Linked DNA regions of Sus scrofa: region 1 is linked to region 2. The links are chromatin contacts, called in public HiChIP or PLAC-seq maps. All regions are on one chromosome and are shown on one strand. Each heading gives the region's core, a stretch centred on a gene start, on an enhancer-like site or on the middle of the called end of the contact. The rest is flanking DNA. Distances are from core to core; before and after follow the strand shown.

Evidence for each region. HiChIP or PLAC-seq counts read pairs in DNA pulled down with a chosen protein or histone mark.
Region 1: an H3K27ac HiChIP or PLAC-seq map of alveolar macrophages shows a contact between it and region 2. The contact joins two enhancer-like sites. A contact is called at or near these places in 2 of 47 Hi-C or Micro-C datasets (epiblast stem cells and skeletal muscle) and 1 of 2 datasets of contacts at active chromatin or transcription factors (alveolar macrophages).

Annotation. Positions count from the first base shown.
Region 1 is chr7:39,061,570-39,064,550 of Sscrofa11.1, reverse strand. No RefSeq gene overlaps it. Among named protein-coding and RNA genes, the nearest start is that of C7H6orf223, 70 kb to the right of the region's middle. Within about 2 kb of position 1,675, at least 30 of the 83 cell types and tissues checked have an H3K27ac peak or open chromatin away from gene starts, as enhancers often do. A contact at or near this core is called in alveolar macrophages, where this site is marked.
Region 2 is chr7:38,905,699-38,909,070 of Sscrofa11.1, reverse strand. No RefSeq gene overlaps it. Among named protein-coding and RNA genes, the nearest start is that of C7H6orf223, 86 kb to the left of the region's middle. Within about 2 kb of position 1,335, at least 8 of the 83 cell types and tissues checked have an H3K27ac peak or open chromatin away from gene starts, as enhancers often do. A contact at or near this core is called in alveolar macrophages, where this site is marked.

The DNA.
Region 1 (2,981 bases), core at 426-2,925, 160 kb before region 2:
GCTGTCCTGCCCTCCCCACACCCCAGGCTTGGCGGGTGATCACCCGAAGCATCTTCCCAGGGCATTTCCTGCCAGGATAGCTCTCCCCAGTGTGCCCACTTACCTGGTCCTTTCATTCCTTTGTTGCTTCCTTTTTTTTTTTTTTTTTTCGTCCATCCACCCTCTGTTTCCAGTTCCTCTTGGAGCAAGTCCTTCCACCAGCTTCCTCCTGGCCTCACAGCTCATGCAGGAGGAAGTGCTCCTTGAGGGGGTGTTGCATGCCTGGCAGCTCCTCTCTCCTGGGCACCCCATCCCTCCCACCCCACTCAGTTGCACGTGAGTCTACACCCTGTGCATTTTTTTGCTCCTGTACTTGAATGTGGGTTGATAGCTAGGTGCCATCAGGGGCCCAGGCCCCCTCTAGCATATTGATTTGCTAGGTGTCATTTCCATGTCCAAGGTCATTTCATGGCTCAAGACAGCCGCTGGAGCTCCAGCCAGTGGGAAGGAGGAAGACAGCACTGAAGAAGAGCCTGCATCTTCCCTTTAAGGAAATGTCCTGGAAGTCACACTCTGCTTATACCCCCCTGGCCATCTCTCAGTCCCCCAGCCATCCCTGGCCCAAGGGATGCTTTCCCATGGGGGTCTTGCTGAAAACTGGGGAGGGTGGGATGTTTGGAGGGCAACAGTGTCTGCCACCAGCCCCTCGTTCCTTTAGTCCATAACCCATAGAGGGTGGTCGGGGCCTTCCCAACTCCCCCCTCCTACAGCCCTGCTTCCCTCCCTTCCCTGATGCCCCAGTTCCTCCTGAGACTCGATATTGCCTGCCTGGAGCTATTAATGGCAGCAGTGCAACACCAAGACTGGCTGCCATGGGCTGTAGTCTGTTCATTGCCCGGCCGGTGCAGGTGCACTTCTTCTCATGGCCGCCCAAGGGGCAGCTCATCTTAGTCCCACTTTACAGCTGGGGAAATCGAGGCCCAGAGAGGTTTGACTTTGCTATGAGCACCCAGCTGGGCTCTGAGCCCAGGTCCTGCACGTTCCTTTCTTTCCCAGGGAGTCCTCCCTGGAGGAGCGGATGCCCCAGGCCGTCTCGGGGTCTGACAGGAGGAACTGGAATGGTCTGGGTTCCAGGAGGGCCTGTCTGGAGGAGAGGGCAGGCGGGGTGGTGTGACATCAGTCTGCAGTGTCTCCTCAGCACTTACTCAGTGCCATGGTCAGCAGACGCGTCTGAACAGGGTCCACTGACGGGTTTGGGGATTTCTGCTGGCGCCAGGAGCCGGCCACTGCGGCCACATCCTCAGACGCCACTTTCCCCAGCATGAGCATCCTGGCCCAGGCAGTGAGGAAGGCAAGGACAGGGAAACCTCTGCCACTTCCCCTTCCCCCTCCTGGCCACCTTGGTGGGGCGGGAGCAGCGGGGGGTTGAGCCTCTCCCCCAACTGGGCCGCTTGGGGTGGGAGAGAGGCGAGCGTGTGCAGCCAGACTCTCCAGCAGACCAGCATCATCCAGGCCATCCCCCTGCCTCTGGAAAGGACGGCCTTTCCTTGCTGCTGACCCTCAAGGGTGAGGTCACGACTGTGCCCTCGGGGTGGGGGGAGGTGCTCTGAGCATAAGCTCGGTCATGGCCATGACATGTGGTTAGTAATGTTACTGTAATATCTGCTCCCTGATGATCTCTGGCCAAGAGGAAAGGCTCATGAGCTGTGAGTCACAGCAGGCCGCCGATGGTTGGGCCTGCCACGCGCAGCTCCGATGAGGGTGTACGGAGGAGGGCCCTGAGACCCAGACGTAACCTCTGGCCTCTGGGACTTCCCGCCGGAAATAGGCGATGAACAGGAAGAGCAGATGTGAGGTGGGACTCCCCTCCCCACCCCACCCCCGCCGTGCATGCCCCCCTCCCCACCCCCCGCCACCCGGCAGGATCCTTGCCCCCTCCACAGGGAAGTCTTCCTTGATTAACAAACAGCCTTAGAATTGCTCTGGGGTTGACCTTGGATTCCCAGCTCTGGCAAGATGGGCTCCATCCCCCAAGTCTGGGCACCTGCAGGTTCTGTGCAAAGGGCAAGGGTGTGGACAGGAATGGGGCGCTTTCATTCAAGCTTCCTTCCTTTCTTCCTTTCTTCTTCTTTCAACAAACCTGCCAGGTGCTCTGGAGACACTGGTGAACGGCGCAGACTCAGTCTTGTTCTCACGGAGCCTGGAGGAGAGGCTGAAAGCAAATGGTCACACAGATAAAAAAGAACTACCAACCGCACCCAGGGAAGGCAGGGCCCGGGGGCGAAGGGGTGGGGGTCGGGGGCTTCTAGGGGCCTGGGCCGTTGCTAGTGGGTGCAACCCCCCGGCCTCCCTCCTCTGCTCACAAGGCCTCTGCAGGGAGAATGCTGGCTGACACGGTGGCAGGGTGCCCGCCAATGGGGGCTGTGCCAAGGGTGATGTGATGTGTGCTGATCCCTCTCCACTCCTTACTGAAGACCAGTGTCTGCTGCCCCCGCGGCTCAGGGAGCCTGGGGCGGTGCTCCCATCACGTCCTGAGATGTTTAGGGGAAGACGGAGTGGGGAGAGGGTTCCCCTGGTGCTTCAGGCGGAGGGGCTGTGCTAAGAGCATCTGGTCCTCCAGCCCCAGCTGGTGGGGCCCCTGGCACCGCCTAGGGTGTCAGTCCCTCTGAATTCCACCTGCACCCCTGCAGTGGACAGAGAGGTGGCCCTGTTGACCCCGTTCGTCCTCTGGCCCCATGCTTTGGACATCCCCCTCCAAGACACGTTGGAGACCTGTTTTCTTGCCCTCTTTGGCCTGACTCTGCCTGCTTGGGCCTCAGTTCCAGGAGAGGGAGAGTGAAGGATCCTAGGAGTAAAAGGAGGCCCAGAGGCAGGGATGCTCCCATCCCTCCAGAAATAACCAGTGCAGATTGATTTTGCCTTCTGTGGGGATCTCCGTGGTCTGAGGTTGGGGCCGTGCTGAGTGGGAGGACGTTCAAATATTGTATTTAAATATAGACTTT
Region 2 (3,372 bases), core at 86-2,585:
GAGGAAAAGCGGTAAAGTGGCAGAGAGATTTTTTTCCCCTCCACGTATCCACCTGCTCCTCTACAGTAGGTGGGACCACAATACTAGCTCTGGCCTAGAAGTTGTGAATGGAGATGCTGACTGTTACTTCAGGGGCCAGAGCTTTTGAGAGCCAGTGCAAAGCCCTCCTGCTCTTTTCTGCCCCTGCAGGCACAGCCATGGAAGCCACCTGTTGAAATTTGATGGCTCTGCTATCTAGGGTCCCTAATTGACTCTGCAGAGCAGGGCCTCTGCTAATCTGCCTTGGCCACAGTGTATGAGCAAGAAACAAACCTTCATAGTGTGAATCCATTGAGCTTTCAAGGCTCATTTGTTACTGCAGCACAGCATGGCTTATCCTGACTCACACAGCCAGCCATTTGGTTGGTGCCTTTGGTACCTCATCAGAGTCCCCCAAAACCTGGGGGTATGCTGGCCCAGGCAACACTTGCTTAAGGAGAAAGATCATTTAAACAAAACATCTACTGATACCCACCTGTGTAGGCACAGGGCTTCCATGACCTTGGGGCCTTGTGGACGGGGCAGGGAGGTGGGGCAGGGGCAGTGTCGGTGTCCGGCTCTCTGCTGAACTGTCCGCTCTTGTCACTCACTGGTCCTTATCTTCCCAGGGGACATGTGGAGATTGACATATAACTGAAGCTGACTTTCCCACATTAAAACAATCTTTACGGGATTCTAAGGCAGATCTCCCCGCCCAAATCCAGCCCTCAAAAAGCCCTATAATCCCCACATACCACCCAAAAGTTTTACCTGAGAGGAAGCACATCTCGGAAGCTCTTTTCTAACTTCTTCTGCATCTTTTCTTCAAACTCAAGTCTTGCTTTCTGCTAACTCTGTTCTGTCCAGAGGAGGAAGACACTGGCACCCCCATTGCCTGGAACACAGGCACCTGCCAGGATTTAATAGGCCTTGGCTCCAGCTTGGCCCAGCCTGGCCTCCGACAAGAGGCCACAGGCTCTGGTGAAACATATCCAGTCTCCCAGCCTCTTCACCATGACATCTGGGGGCCTGTTGCAGCCCTCAGGGCAGAGTGTGTGGCTTTTTTTTTTTTTTTTTTCATGAGAAGTGAAGTGATGCTCAAAAGGGCACAAAATCAAGACCTTGACCTCATTAGTGTAATGTTCTGGTCAGCAGGCTTGGGGAACTGTGATGATGTTAATTACGTGCTGATTTAGTTTAATTCCTGTTCTTGTGCAATGCACGTATTTGCCTTTGCCTCCTTTCCCCAGGGGCTGTAGACTCCTCCGGGCTCAGCAGGGGGTGGAGCAGGAGGGGGCAGGACCAGACCAGGGTCACCCAGATCTGGATTCACTTCCTGGCTGCTGTGACCCTGGGTAACCTTCCTGAGTCGGGGATTGAGTAAGGATTATGGGCTTGGCACTGTGCCTAGCACGTAGGAAGCTTGGTAAATTGTAGCTATTATTATCAGACAGTTAATTATTATTTTATGCTATCAACGGAAGGATGATTTTCCATTGTTCCCTCTTGATTCTTGAGAGGCAGTACAGCATAGACCAGGGGTGTTCAATAGAACTTTCTGGGATGATGGAAAGACTCTGGGAGCTACTAGCCATGTGTGACTACTGACCACTTGAAAGGAGGCTGGTGTAATGGAAGAATTGAATTTTTAATTATATTTCTTTTTTTTTTTTTTGGTCTTTTTTTTTGTCTCTTCTGGGGCTGCACCTGTGGCATATGGAGGTTCCCAGGCTAGGGGTCGAATCGGAGCCATAGCCACCAGCCCACACCAGAGCCACAGCAACGCGGGATCCGAGCCACGTCTGTGACCTACACCACAGCTCACAGCAACGCCGGATCCTTAACCCACTGAGCAAGGCCAGGGATCGAACCCACAACCTCATGGTTCCTAGTTGGATTCGTTAACCACTGAGCCAGGACAGGAACTCCACGTTTTTTTTTTTTTTCTTTTTAAGACCGCACCTGCGGCAGATGTAAGTTCCCAGGCTAGGGGTGGAATTGGAACTGCAGCTGTGGGCCTAGGCCACAGCCAGTGCAATGCTGAGCAGTGTCATAGCTCGCGGAAATGCCGGGTCCTTAATCCACATCGGAGGCCAGGGATCACACCCGCATCCTCAGGGACACTATGTCAGGTTCCTAACCCATTGAGCCACAAAGGGAACTCCCGTATTTCATTTTAATTATTTCGAAGTTAAATAATCCCAAGGGTTTAGCAGTTACCTTGTTGGGAAGAGCAGGTGTATAGGGTAAGCATGCAGGCTCTGGTGTAGACCACAGGGTGCCCACCCTGCTTCTTAGCTATAAGCCCCTGGGCCAGTTATGCCACCACTCTGGGCCTCGGCTTCTTTACCTGTAAAATGTATTACGGGACCAACTTCCTAGTGTGGTCGTGAGGATTAGACAGGTCATTCTCCATAAAGGGCCCCGTGGGGCCGTCGTCATTGCCCTGCATAGCACAGGTGTCTGGCCTGTAAGCCATGGGCATCGTGTCTCCCGTCTGGAGGGAACTCCCCACAGCCCCAGCCCAGGGCAGAGCCAACCAGTGTCCACAGACCAGGGAGGAGAGGAGACGCCGAATGCCCCAAGGAGGATAAGGACGAGGGGAAAGGGAGGCCCTGGTTGACAGCCCAGGCTGCCCCTCTTCCCTTGGTAGTGTGGGTCTGTCACCTTCTCCAGAAGGGTTGGGTGACAGGAGGGTGGTCCCAGGGCGTGTGGGGCACGGCAGCCTGAAAGAGGAGGTTTGGGTGGGCTCGGGGTGAGAGAGCTCCTTCGTTCCCATCTCCCGGCCACAGGGAGCCCTAGGAGCCGAAGCGTATCCACTCTTCCCTCTCTCCAAGCGTGGAGCTGCTCTACCTGCCAAACTCAGCCAAGAGGCCAGAGGAAGCCAGAAATCAGGAGGGCTCTCCCGGAAAGCAGTGGACTTCTAAGAAATGGAAGCTCTGGGTCCAACGCCAGGGCCCTTGGAGCCGAGGCCTTGGAATTCCCCCTCCCTACCCGTCCCCCCCACCCCATGAGGAACAGAATTCCTCCCTTTCAGGGAAGGGGTGCGAGCCTGGGCCCTGCCTCTCAGCGCTGTCCTCCTCTGGGGTGTGAGGGACACGTGGGGCTTTCCGGATTTCAGGACTTCTTGGTGCCCCCACTGGCACAGCCTCAAATTCCCCCAAAGAATGAATCAGCATCAGAAGCCAAGCACCCCCCCGCCCCCCGCCGCCCCGCTACAAGGTTCTCACCGGCCCGGCCTGCTGGCCTGGTTCGCTTCTCACCTGTCCTGGACTCAGTCGGCAATGGAAGAGTCCACAGGTAAGGCCCAAGTCCCCTCTGTGAGGAGATGCAAGAGAACACCGCCTTCTCGCA